Linked DNA regions of Sus scrofa: region 2 is linked to region 1. The links are chromatin contacts, called in public HiChIP or PLAC-seq maps. All regions are on one chromosome and are shown on one strand. The core of a region is the stretch at or near the end of the contact, and the rest is flanking DNA. Distances in the headings are between cores, read along the strand shown.

Region 1 (7,085 bases), core at 1,845-4,344:
AATGGAGCTTGTTGTCCTCTTCAGGATTCAAAGACAGCATATGTCTAGGGATGATATTCCTTGCCAGCAATTTTAGGATCTTCCTGCCTCGTTCTGCACTTTAGCTGTTGTGGCTTCTTTGTCATCCCCAACCAGCTATCCACATTTTCTACCTGGTGAAGAATTTCAGCTGCCTCCATGCGGGATGTTAGCAGCTAGTGGACAAACTATGGATCTAGACTTTTGGTCCTGCATCTGTGCATCTACCATTTTCTAGCTGTGCACCTGCAGGTGAATTATCCTCTTTGCACTAATTTTCTCATCTGAGAAACAGGGATAATAACAGTATCTGTCGAAAGTTGTTGTGAGGATTACCTACGTCAATACACATGAAATGCTTAGATCAGTGCCTAGCACATATTTAGCACTCAGTTATTGGCTTATTAGTACTCTTTGTTCTAGGTATAAACAAAGAGTGACTGGTAAGTTCTGTTAAGAATTGGGGTGGGAGGGTGTTCCCTGGTAGCTCAGCAGGTTAAGGATCTGGCATTGTTACTGCTGTGGTTCAGATCACTGCTGTGGCCAGGGTTTGAGCCTGGCCTGGGAACTTCTGCATGCCATGGGTGCAGCCAAACAAACAGACAAAACCAGGAACCTTTGCAGGGAAGAGTGCAGTGGAGTTTATGTTGAACCAAGGGTAGACCATAGAACAGCCATTTTTTGAGAATCGGATCCAGGACCTACCTTAGAGAGATCATGTGTATACATAATTCTGTTTGTGACCCAGAGAAGCATATATATCTGTTCATTTAACTAGTATTTAGCACCAGCCATGTGTGAGACACTCTATCTACTTGACTCTGCAATCCAAGGTAGAAATGCCATAAAAGTGTATATGTAAATAGCATAGGAATGAAATATGGGGCAGTAAAAAAAAAAAAAAAAGAATGAACCACTAGTAAATTCAGTGAGATACATGAATCTCAGAAAATGTATTGAGTGAAAGAAGTTGGACACAGAGTAAGCACTGTATTATAAGAAATTCTGTTTATAAAGAATAATATATAATAATAAATTCTGTATATAAGAAATTCAAAGAACGAATCTATGGTGATAGAAATCCAGTGTTTGCCTGTGGGAGAGGGCAACGGACTTGGATTGAATTTTGTGGAGTGGTGTTAATGTTTGTTACTTGATTGGGGTGGTGGTTACATGAGTGCACATCATTTTTAAGATCTGTACATTTCACCATATATAAATTTCACTGCAGTAAAACACAATGATAGGGGAGGGAGTAAAGAGGATGTAAAGTCTACTGACAGTTGTGACGATCATAAAATCCATAATTTAGAAACAACAACATGATAATGTATGTGGTAAATGTGCAAATACATATACCACGGGGATAGCTTAACTGGTATTAAGAGAAAAGCTGTAAAACTGAGTTTGGCTCTGTAAAAGATAATAGAATAATTTATGGAACCGATTATATGTTTGCCTAAATATGCAGTATAAAAGCAATAGTATGTTATTAAGTATGTCGGGTTAACCTTGTGGAGCATTTTAACTTGATCATATGCTAAATTCCCTGGATAATTGCTGTTTTCAGATTGTTGCTCACTTATCCAGTCATTTGATCTTCCTAATTAGCACAAACACTAGTCTTGACTACAGTAATGACCATGGGAATTCATGAAAAATTTCTGGAGATTCTAATAGTCCTTAGCAAAGATGAGACTTGAATCAGAAATGATCTTAGGAGTTCCCGTTGTGGCGCAGTGGTTAACGAACCGACTAGGAACCATGAGGTTGCCGGTTCCGTCCCTGGCCTTGCTCAGTGGGTTAACGATCCGGCGTAGCCGTGAGCTGTGGTGTAGGTTGCAGACGCGGCTCGGATCCTGCGTTGCTGTGGCTTTGGCGTAGGCCGGAGGCTACAGCTCCGATTCGACCCCTAGCCTGGGAACCTCCATCTGCCGCAGAAGCGGCCCTAGAAATGGCAAAAAGACAAAAAAAAAAAAAAAAAGAAATGATCTTAGGTTTTAGCCAAGAGCTGCTGTCTGCTTTTTTTGGTGTTGCCACTCCCAGGCTTCACCTTGTGCCTCTGCTCACAAATCGGCCTTGCCAGAAGGGACCCTCTGAGCATCCTGCCCCTGGGCATCTGTACTGTACTTGAATTATCATCCCTTTGCTCGGGAAACCAGCTCCTTCTCCCTCCTCCAGTTACCTCATTTTTGAATGGTCACATCATACTAGCAGTTTTTCAACCAGCGCTTGAGGAAAGCACAGTCATTCAAGACAAACTTTGAAGGAAACTCCAACTAGGAAGCAAGAAGAACTAGCAAATCAGCATGGGAATCAGCTAAAAGACTGGGGTGGTGGTGATGGGAATGTTGAGGAAGGGATGACTGTTGCACTTAAAAGAGGAGCCCACAGAACTTGGAGAGGAGTTGAATAGAAGGAATTATAATTGCTAACCAGGAATAGAAATTTTTCCTATCCAGTGCACACTTGGCCATGGCCTCTTTTTGAGGTTTTAAAAATTCTTTGACTGTAATCCTGAAAGGCATTGGCCTATTAAATGTTAAAGACAGCAAGGAAACACAAGGACTTTATTAGTTTTCTGTCACTCTGTAACAGATTATTCTCACATTTAGCACCTTAAGAAAACAGTAAAGAGCTCTGAGGGTCAGGAACTTCAGGGCAGCTTAGCTGGGTGGTTCTGGTCAGGGTCTCAGGGGGTTGCAGTCATTTGAAGGAGGATCAGCCTCCAAGAAGACTGACTCACCTGGCTGACAAGTGGGTTCTGGCTTTGGCTGGAGGCCCCAGTTCCCTGCCACATAGACCTCTCCATAGGGTGCTATAGCCCTCATGACCCACTGCTGCCCCAGATTGAGTAATCCGAAAGCATGACAGAAAGTCACACGCCGTCATTTTCACAGTATCCTATTAGTTATAGAAAGAAGGCAGAATATGCCAACCCAAATATGACACTTTGGTACGAAGATCATGTTGAGCTGAAGGCAGTTGAGAAGAAGCAGGCATAAGAAAAGCTCTGCCCTTTCCCAGTGTGCCGAAGAGCAGGGCACACCTTTGCAAAGGTCTCCTTCCTTCCCCCTCTGCCAGGAAGGACAGAGGACTTTGGACTCTTAGCAGGCCCTAACTTAAACCTGCCTGAGAAGCCTTACCCTTGTTTATATTGTTTGTATCATTCCACAGCGTGCCTCTCCCCTTCACACACCTTTCCTCTTTTGGCTTCCGCTGAAGATGATATTTAAGCCAGCACTCTAAGCCACCTCTGAGGGCTGGATTTTCCCTGGCATACATGTTGATAAACTTCTGTTTTTCTTTTGGTAATCTGTTATTACAAGGTGTCAGCCAAGAACTCAGAACCACCGTCTAAGTGCTTAACTCTGGTTCCCAACCTTCACTGCACATTGGAATCACCTGGTATGTTTCTAAAATACCAAATCATGGGCTTCACCTGTAGACAGTCAGTTTCAGTTGTACTAGACTAGGACCTAGACATCACTTTTTTAAAACTTCCAGGGTGACTCTAAGGTGCAGCCAAGATTGAAACTAGAGGTTAACTGCTGTGAGAGCCATATTTACTTGCCGTATGGACTGGTGGACTTAGATACTTCATAGGCAGCTGACAGATATGCTCCATGAGCATCTTTCCCAGGCGTCCAATAAAGCCATATAGGCTGGATGGAGTTCATGAGCAATTTCTGCTTATTGATTATGATGCCCATGTTTTGATTTCCACGTCAGTATTGCAAGTGATTTTGCAGATACTTAGATTATGAACTAAGTATGTTGATGCCACAGCCACCTAAATACCAGTATCCTGTATCTTTGCCCTTCTTGTCACCTCTGGGCATAGTACATGTAACCTTTAGTTCACTCTATATCAGAAATTTGCAAAAATAATAAAAAAAATTTGAAGAGGAACTGGAGTTTTTTGTTGCTGTGAAGGCTTATTTAAAAAAAAAAAAGGCTTATTCATTGCCATATATGCTGTGTTCTAAGTGGATACTTTCTGCAACTAAGGGTAGGGTTTCATGGAGCTTTTTTTCTTTAGCATTTATAGGTCAGGTATGAATTGACAGTGCTTGGTAAAGATTTCAAGCCTTTACCTATCATGTCAAACCAAGACCATAGCTGATAGGAAACATTGCCGCTTGATGAACCCAAACCAGGGCTGCAACATTGCACAGTTGCAGAGCGTGTCATTCATATTTTATTCTCTTCCCATTCCCCTATATACTTTAGTCTGTACATTGGTTTCCTCAGCATAGTTAGAATTTATTTGGAAACTCCGTTTGTCTAGAAATTAAATTCAGAGGAAAGTAGCTGCTCAGAAATCAATATTGGATTATATTGGTAGTATTGAAAGTTTAAGAAGTTACTTTCTGGTACACTTGCTAACTAGAAGAATTGTATGAAGTAAAGATTATATAGGTAAAAATCACCTTTAACAAATGAGGTTGAATTTCATCTGGCTCTGCCACCAGGTGACCTTGGGCAATTTGTTTAACTTCTTTGATATTCAGTTCCTTCGTGTGTAAAGCAGAGACATGTTAAATTTAGTGCACCCGACTGCCTGACAGTGAGTCACTCGACAGATGGCAGTAGCCATACATTGAGTAGACCTTTAGTTTTCTCTCTCTCTCTCTGATCCTCAGGCATTTGGGGGCTGGGAAAAGAGAAAACAAATACATGAGTTAAGAAACCATATGGTGCCTTGGGCACATACAAGTTGTTTGGTGATGCTGAAGGAAAAGTACAAGGCAGAGGATGGCTGGAGATCAGGCTGAAAGCTCATTCTAAAGCAGGAAAGGTGTGTGTGCCAGGCTTCAGAGCTTGTATTCTCTCCTGTCGGCAGTGGCGAGCCAAAGATGTCTCAAAAGGGAATGAGATGGTGATGTTTATGTTTTATACACCTCTGGCTGGAAAATAGAGGGTAGTTTAGAAGGGACCAGAAAGCAAGGAAATTGGTTAGTTGACGATAGAAAAATTCTACACAGGGATGGTAAGGTCCCAGCTTAGGGTGGTGGCAGAGGGAAGAGGAAATTGAGCCAATCTGATGAATGCAAGGCTTGGTTCCCTGGGGAGAAGGGTGAGTCGGGGATGACTCCTGGGTTTCTTGGTGAGTAAGTGATGTGCCATTAACTGACAGAAAATAGAAAGTTGAGAACGTTTAGGAGGGAAAGAATGAGTTTGGTTTCTAACATGTTGATTCTGAGCGTCTGTGGGCTACCAAATGAGGGCCTTTCACAAACACTACTGGATGTGTGAGGCCACAGCCCGAGGGAAGGGTCGGGCCAGGGGATACAGACGTGGGAGTCATAGGTGTTGTCGGAACAGGGAGAGTGGATGAGATCATCCCAGGAACACAGAGTGAAGAGAACTCAGTAAGTTATGGACTGGGAGAAGGCTGGGCATGCGAACGTCTAAGTGAGCGGAGAGAAAAGCCTCACGAGAAAGTTCAGGAGGGCCAGGCCTAGGGAAGGAGAACTGGGAGGAGGTTGGTGTCACCAAATTAAATCACACCAAGTCACAGCATTTGACTTCGGTCAGTCGTTCCAATGTGCTGTTTCTAAGAAGAGTCTCCCTTCTTAGAGTCTTCCAGGTTGGAAAACTTGGGCTCTCTTTCCATTTGGGATAGCTCATTTCTATTGTTACAGTCCACCCAGGCCAAGAGTTGTTGAGGCCTGAAGAAAAGTGGGATTAAATGATGTCCAATATAGCAGAATGGTTCAAGGAGACTTAGATTGGATTTAGCAATGAAAGCGCTTGCAGTGGTGAGTGGGAAGTGAGAAAGTGCAAAAAGGCAAGATGATTTATCTCAGAAGGTAAGGAGAAAAAGGATGGTAGTTTCTTCAGGGGCCAGAATTCTCTCCAGATTGACTGTTTTGCTCCAACTTTGCTTCAGTTTTCAGCTAATGTTTTATTCTTCGTTGATATTTTATGTGTGCATGTGTGTACTTTTTATAGGTATGATATACAAATATAAATGTACACTGGTTTTAAATGAAGTACAAAGAAAAAATATTTTTTTAAAGAAATCATGGTGTTATTACATTGCCCTATAACACAGCTGTGTCTGCTGTGTTAAAGGTTTTGGTTGGGGGCTCAGATTGCTCACCGTATAATAATGGCTTTTCTAGCCTCACTGAGTTAACCTCCCCATTCTTTCCTACATGCACTTCCCCTAATAAAAATCCTTGAATCCATGTGTGTTTACTCCCATCTTGGCAGCAGCTTCTTGGAGAACTCCAGCCAAGCTTCAAAAATGTTTAAATATAATATACTTTTGGGTTAGCAAGGCACAATCGAAGGATCATTTTTTAAAAATAAAGGTTTTCTCTTTGGGAGGTTTTTCTAGATGACTCTGTTACAAATATAATTTGCTGATACTGATAGAACTAATTCTTGCCTTCAGATTTACGTTTATACCTACCTACTGAATCCTGAGGAAGTAGAATCAGAATTTTTAGCATGAGAAAGAATTTTAATCCAACAGTTTTGGAATGTGAGGAAGAATTAAAGCAGAGTCAAGTGCCTTGCTAGTGGGCCGCATTCTGTCTCTGATTTAATGTTCAAGATAACTAAGGTCACATAACAGCCTAAATTACAGGAAGAAGAAAATTAACATTTATTCAGGCCAAGTGTGTGGGGAGGGAAAGGAGTTGGAATGTTAGAATCAGGACTCCGAGGCTGCTGTACTTGAAAATTGCACCCCTGAGCTGAGCTTTCAAAACTTGAAGCTGGGATATTTGTTTAGATTCAAGAGAGAGAAGTAAACAATGGTTAAAAGTCCAAGACTGGGAGTTCCCGTTGTGGCGCAGTGGTTAACGAATCCGACTAGGAACCATGAGGTTGCGGGTTCGGTCCCTGCCCTTGCTCAGTGGGTTAACGATCCAGCGTTGCCGTGAGCTGTGGTGTAGGTTGCAGACGCAGCTCGGATCCTGCGTTGCTGTGGCTCTGGCGTAGGCCGGTGGCTACAGCTCCGATTCAACCCCTAGCCTGGGAACCTCCATATGCCGCGGGAGTGGCCCAAGAAATAGCAACAACAACAACAACGACAAAAGACAAAAAAAAAA
Region 2 (7,085 bases), core at 2,971-5,470, 550 kb before region 1:
GGAGGCCTATACTTTATATTTTTAAGACTTAAAAATTTTTTGCCAGCTTCATGGAAATGATAATCAAGTTGTTCTCATTTCTCTGATAACTAGTGAGGATGAACATCTTTTCATGCTTTCTCCTTCATGGCTTACACTTTTGATATTTTCAGAAATCCTTTTCCCTCTTCTCTCAAAATTACTTCCCTATTTTCCTTTGGATTAATATGTAGCTGCTTTAGTTCTCTTGGAATTTGTTTTTGGGTATGTTGAGAAGTGGATTTTATTTATCTTACCTATTTTTGTACAATTAACTAGTTGTCTCAATAATATTCATTGAATAGTTTATTCTTTCCTCAGCAGTTTGTAATGTCATTCTATTTGCCAACCTCCCCCCCCCCCCCCGTATATATGTGTAGGTTTTTCTTTCAGGGTTCTCTCTTCTCTTTCACTGGTCTGCAGTAGTATAAGTTAGACAATTTTCTTATTAAAAGCCTCAAATATATAGAGAGATAATAGCATTATGAACCTATATGTACTCATTATCCTTATTAAACAGTTTCCAAGTATCTACCACACTAGCTTCATTTTTGCCTCTTGAAGCATATTCCAGGCCTTAGTTCACTTCACTTCTCTTTACATCATGCATTTCTATTATCACACCATCAAAATTAACATTTTTAATTGTTAACTAATAGTTCAGTTTTTATTCAGATTTTTTTGCCTCAAAATTTTTTTAATACGTGATTTGTTTAAATCAGGGTATTTGTATTGAACTTGTTTTTTTTGTTTCTTGCAAAATACCTTCCCCAGTCTATTTTGTTTTTCTTGACATCTACTTGTTGAAGAAATCAAGTTGGTTTGTCTCTCACCTTCCACATTCTGAATTGGTCTGTGCTGCTGCTGCTTCTTTTTTTTTTAAATAGCTTCCTGTTTTAGTTTAGTTTAGTTTTGTCCCTGCCTATGGTGTGCGGAAGTTCCCAGGCCAGGGATTGAACCCATGCCCCAGCAGCAACCTGAGCAACCTCAGTGACAGCGCCAGATCCTTAACAACCTGAGCTACCTCAGTGACAGCACCAGATCCTTAACCCACTGACCTGGAATCCTTAACCCAAAGACCAAGGAACCTTTGTCTGTGCTTCTTTATGGTGTAATTGAGCTTATTCTAACTCTATGTGTCCTGTAAATTGGAAGCTGTTTTTAATAACTTATAATAAAGATTTAGGTTCAGCTTTGGGATGAGGAGGCAAAAATACTTTATAGGTGTTGTTGGTACTTCATATATACGTCACATCAGGTGGCATGTAATGTATGGCTTAACAATTCTAAGATCAGATTAGTGGGATTCAGGTGGTTTCGCTGGCTTCCTCCATAATAAAATTTTGACTTAATGGTTTAGTCATTCATGGTGGTATTCTTTTTTTTTTTTTTTAATTAATTTATTTATTTTTTGTCTTTTTTGCTGTTTTCTTTGGGCCGCTCCCGCGGCATATGGAGGTTCCCAGGCTAGGGGTCAAATCGGAACTGTAGCCACTGGCCTACGCCAGGGCCACAGCAACGCGGGATCTGAGCCGCGTCTGCAACCTACACCACAGCTCACGGCAACGCCGGATCGTTAACCCACTGAGCAAGGGCAGGGACCGAACCCACAACCTCATGGTTCCTAGTCGGATTCGTTAACCATTGCGCCACGACAGGAACTCCCATGGTGGTATTCTGATTGCCATTCCTCCTATATTTATTAGCAGGAATTCTTTTTTTTTTTTTTTGGCGGGGAGCTTATTCAGGACTTAAAACAATGTACATCTGGGGGTTCCCTTCTGGTGCAGCAGATTAAGGCTCCAGTGTCATCATTGCTGCAGCTCAAGGAGGGGGGGGGGCGGGGGGAATATCTCGGGAATTCTTTAAAGAACAACTTTGCCTCATCAATTAGAGATAAATGGTTACTCTGAATTTAAGTTGGTGCAAAAAAGCATAATAAATGCTCTATCTAATTCTTTTCTTTTAATTTATCAGTGTTCAGAGTAGGGAATTGGTGCTTTATTTAGTTTCAGTAGTGACCAGTAAGGATTTTTAGTATCACTATGGAAGACCTAAGTATCATTAATATAGATTTTTTTTTAAAGTCATCTTGCTTCTAAGGTTGGTCTAGGTTAACTGGCCCATCATTACCTGAAACAGAGGTCAGCCTTTTCTCTTAACTGTGCATTGTCCTATTGTTTAATTTTGGAAAGAGCTTGCATCTTGTAATTTTAAAGATAATGTAAAATTTTAATGAAAATGTTAACTCATCTTTCTAATTCTTATTTTTTGGTTAGCTGTGAAATTTTAGCTTCTTACGGTTTTGTAGTCATTTTCTTTTGTCTTTTTTTTTTTTTCTTTTCATTTTTGTCTGCCTTGCAGAATATGGAGTTCTCATGCTAGGAATCAGATCCAAGCCTCAGTTGTGACCTACTCCATAGCTGCAGCAACATAGAGCTTTTGACTCACTGTACCAGGCTGGGTATCGAACCTGCCTCCTGGCACTGCAGAGACACAGCCAATCCTGTTGTGCCACTGTGGGAACTCTTTGTCTTCTCTTTGATTGTTCATGTCTTTTTCCTATTTATGTTTGTTGATTTTCATCTTTATTTATGAAGGCTTTTTTTTTCTCCTCAGGATGCTTTGTTTCCTGTTAAATTTTCAATTTACTTTTTTTTTAAGTTATATTTTTGGAAAGGGTCATAATAGGTAATAAAGATTGTTTTTATGCAAATATCCTGCATAGTGTAGCTATCCTTTCTTCAGTGTTAAAAAATATTAATCTCTATTTTCTTCTAGTACTTTTGCTTTTACATATTTAAGTACTTAATATATATGAACATAAGTGTTAATGCTTTGCTCCAACTAAGTTTACTTATATATTCACATGAAGTAATAAGTCTTTTGTCTGGGAGGGTCCTGTTGTTAAACCTTTTGAAAATGTTCACTTAGGAGTTCTCTTCATGGGTTAACAAACCCGACTAGAATCTGTGAGGATGTGGATTCGATCCCTGGCCTTGCTCAGTGAGTTAAGGATCCGTTGTTTGCTCCGGGCTGTGGTGTAGATCACGGATGCGGCTCAGATCCTGAGTTGCTGTGACTGTGGCGTAGGCTGGCAGCTACAGCTCCAATTCGACTCCGAGCCTGGAAACCTCCATGTGCTGTGGGTGTGGACCTAACATATAATAGCAGAAAAATCAACCTTGTTAAGCAAATAGGTAATTTATAAATAGATTTGTGCTTAATTATACAAAGGCAAAATTTGAAAACATTAAGACTGATCTTTTCATGCAAATAAATGTAGCACTAATTGTAGTACTAAGATACACTGTTTTATCGGTATTTTCATATTTTTATAAACTTGAATAGTCCATTTATTTTCTTTGTGTAATAATTGATTTTATTTCTCTTATTTTGGATAGACACTTGCCATTTCACCTGAAGAGAAATTTGTTATTACAACAACAAGTAGGAAAGAAATTACCTGTGATAATTTTGGTAAGCAATGCTATGTTTATGCTTTTATATTTGATATATTCTAGTACATCATAGAGCAGTAAATTTTATTACATAGATAAGCATCACAAAACTATTGATGCTTTTGGTTACTTTTTTCGGATGGGGATGGAAACTGGCTACATATGTCTAAGTTTGTACAGAAGTCATATTTTTCAAGCAAGATTACAGAAAAAGAGTTGGTATCATTATGTCTACAGATGAGACCTTGCTCAACATCTAGCCACAAGCCTTCTTTGTGGGCCCTTGAAAAGCTAATTCTCCTGACTAACTAGAATTCTTCCATTGTCTTTTTTTTTCTTTTTTTTTTGTTATAGTCCTAAATATTTATTTCACAGAATTAAAAAAAAATTGAAATATTTATAAAATTATTTCTGTCCAAATTTGAATATACATTTATTATTTTTATTAATGATTTTTTCATTATAGTTGGTTTATAGTTTTCTGTCAGTGTCTACGGTAGAGCAAAGTGACCCAGTCACACACATATATATATATACACATTCTTTTTCTCACATTATCTTCCATCATGTTCCATCATAAGTGACTAGATATAGTTCTCTGTGTTATATAGCAGGATCTCATTGCTTATCTAAATTTGAACATCCATTGTCTTTTTTTTAACCAACTATGTTCTAAGTCTTGCCAGTTTTTGTGCCTTATTGCTTTTCGATTTTCATCATTCTTCCTTATTCATATACCACTTTAATGTAGTTCCTCATCTGATTTCCTATGACAGTTTGACTTTTTAAGAATTGAGTATTTCAGATGAGTGGAAGTATTTGGACCTGTTTTGCTGATATTCATAACAAAACACAACTGAATTTATAGATTGATTCGTTATTTGGGAATTTGCCTGTATAATTTAATTATTTAATTAATTTTGGCCTCATCTTTTGGTTGTGACCAAAAGAATAATAATAAATTGATTGTGCTTTGAATGCTAGCTTAGCATTTAAGATGTTACCTCTTGACTTACAGATGAAACTGTTAAGGATGGAGTCACTCTATACGTGCTACAGACAGTCAATCAGTTACTGCTAACAGCTACAAAAGAACGGATTGACTTCCTACCTCACTATGACACATTGGTTAAAAGTGGCATGTATGAATATTATGCAAGTGAAGGACAAAATCCTTTACGTAAGTATTCTGTTTTTACTAATTTTAATAAACTGTCACTCTCCTTTATCTCCTGATCACGTGTCCCATTCCTTCACTTTAAAAAAGTTCTGGAGTTTGTATTGTGGCTCAGCAGTTAAAAAACCCGACTAGCATCCGTGAAGATGTGGGTTTGATCCCTGGCCTCGCTCAGAGGGTTAAGGATCAGGTAATGCCACAAGCTGCAGCATAGGTCACAGATGTGGCTTGGATCTAGCATTGCTGTGACTGTGGTGTAGGCTGGCAGCTCCAGCTCTTATTCAACTCCTAGCCAGGGAACTTCCATGTGCCACGGGTATGGCCCTAAAAAGGCAGTAAATAAATAAATAAAAATAAAAACGTTCTCTCAGAGTTCTCTTGTGGCACAGTGGGTTGTGGACCCAGTATTGTCACTGGAGTGGCTTGGATGGCTGCTGTGACACAGGTTTGATCCCTGGGAACTTCTGCATGCTGTGGGTGTGCTCTCCCCCCCCAAAAAAAAAGCTCTCATTCTACCTTACTATAAATCTGTGACCAATCATTGTGAGCTTCTTTACTACATGTCTTCATCACAGTAGATTTCTTTTTCTATTCAGGTGATCTTACTTCAGAGTAAAGATACCTCTCCTTTGAAACTAACTTAGGAGTTCCCGTTGTGGCTTAGCACTAATGAACTCAACTAGTATCCATGAGGCTGTGGGTTCAATTCCTGGCCTTGCTCAGTGGGTTAAGGATCCAGTGTTGCCCTAAGCTGTGGTGTAGGTTGCAGACTTGGCTCGGATCTGGCACTGCTGTGGCTGTGGTGTAGGCCGGCAGCTGCAGCTCTAATTTGACCCCTAGCCTGGTAACTTCCATATGCCGCAGGTGCGGCCATAAAGACAATAAATAAATAAACTAACTAACCTAGAATGAGAATTTATTCCTTTCAATTCACAAGAGACTGGTGCTTACATATCTTTTCATCTCTTGTATACTCTCCTGATCTAGTCTTCCTGGCTTCCCATAGACCTCTCCCAATTAAGAAAGTATTTGTTTTACCTTGGGAATTTGTATAGCAGAACTGCATGAACAAGTAGTTTCTGTTTTTTGTCATTTCCTTCCACCTTTACTAACTGCCGTTTTTTTTGTTTTGTTTTGTTTTGTTTTGTCTTTTTGCCATTTCTCGGGCCACTCCCGCGGCATATGGAGGTTCCCAGGCTAGGGGTCCAATCGGAGCTGTAGCCGCCAGCCTACACCAGAGCCACAGCAACGCGGGATCCGAGCCGTGTCTTTGACCTACACCACAGCTCATGGCAACGCCGGATCCTTAACCCACTGAGCAAGGCCAGGGACCGAACCCGCAACCTCCATGGTTCCTAGTCGGATTCGTTAACCACTGTGCCACGACAGGAACTCCTAATTGCCGGTTTTTATCCTACCTTTGGATTGTGTGCTAATTGATTTAGAGAATCTTTTCTGTTTGGACCCTGCCAAAACATTTAATACTATTTCGATGTTCTTTATAAACTTACTTATTAAAGTTTTTTTTGTGTGTGTATACATTATTGTTTGTAGAAAATTAGAAAATGTAGATAAGCAAAAAGAACATAAAGAACATCCCTATCTCTACCACCTGGATGTAGCTGCCACTAACACTTAGGTGTTTATTATTTCAGACCTTTTCATATTGTTTGGTATTTTTTCTTTTTTAATCGTTTTATTTGATATGTACTTTTTTAACCTTTTTAATTTAAAATGAAATGAACATCTTTTATATATATGTTAATATGTATTTGCTTATATTGTATTTATATAAAAATTTATTTAAACAGTGTACTGCTGTTAGACATTTAGGCTATTTCAGGGCTTCTTTTGTTACAAATGGCTGAATATTCCTGTGACTTTTAGTATATCCTTACCTTGACTGCTACTGATATTATTACTACTGTCAGCTACAGTGTCAGGTGCCAAGTGCTTTATGAGCATTTTCTCATTTAATCTAATCTTATGTATTAGTTAATATTGGGTAATGACCCTATTTTTGCAGAGGAAACTGAGGCTAAGAGATTTTGGGTAACTTGCCAGAGGCTAGTACATGTTGGAGCTAGGATTTGAACTCTGGCTGAGTGACCTCAGAGCTTAAACTTGTAACCAGTATATTTATTATCTCTGACATTGTTGTTTTCATACACAAAAAGCTCTTAAGAGTTCCTTCGTGGCTCAGTGGGTTAAGGATAGTGTGTTGTCACTGTTACGGCTTCAGTTGCTGCTGTAGTATTGCTTCAGTCCCCAGCCTGGGAACTTGGGCATGCTGTGGGTGTAGCCAAAAAAAAAAAAGTTTTTTTTCTCCATTGTAACATCATAATCTTATTTCTTCTACCAGTTACTGTCCAGTTTTGCTCCTGACTACAGCAAAACTCCTCAGAAGAGTTGACTATGTTCACTATCAA

The links. HiChIP or PLAC-seq counts read pairs in DNA pulled down with a chosen protein or histone mark.
Region 2: an H3K27ac HiChIP or PLAC-seq map of alveolar macrophages shows a contact between it and region 1. The contact joins two enhancer-like sites. A contact is called at or near these places in 1 of 47 Hi-C or Micro-C datasets (heart right ventricle) and 2 of 2 datasets of contacts at active chromatin or transcription factors (alveolar macrophages and skeletal muscle).

Annotation. Positions count from the first base shown.
Region 1 is chr6:103,399,755-103,406,839 of Sscrofa11.1, reverse strand. The region is part of intron 1 of MRLC2 (myosin regulatory light chain 12B); the gene reads left to right. Among named protein-coding and RNA genes, the nearest start is that of MRLC2, 5.8 kb to the left of the region's middle. Within about 2 kb of position 3,094, at least 15 of the 83 cell types and tissues checked have an H3K27ac peak or open chromatin away from gene starts, as enhancers often do. A contact at or near this core is called in alveolar macrophages, where this site is marked.
Region 2 is chr6:103,948,291-103,955,375 of Sscrofa11.1, reverse strand. SMCHD1 (structural maintenance of chromosomes flexible hinge domain-containing protein 1) reads left to right here. Exons shown (of 48, transcript XM_021096138.1): 2 at 3,423-3,498; 3 at 4,498-4,659. The coding sequence starts at 4,620. Among named protein-coding and RNA genes, the nearest start is that of SMCHD1, 34 kb to the left of the region's middle. Within about 2 kb of position 4,220, at least 1 of the 83 cell types and tissues checked has an H3K27ac peak or open chromatin away from gene starts, as enhancers often do. A contact at or near this core is called in alveolar macrophages, where this site is marked.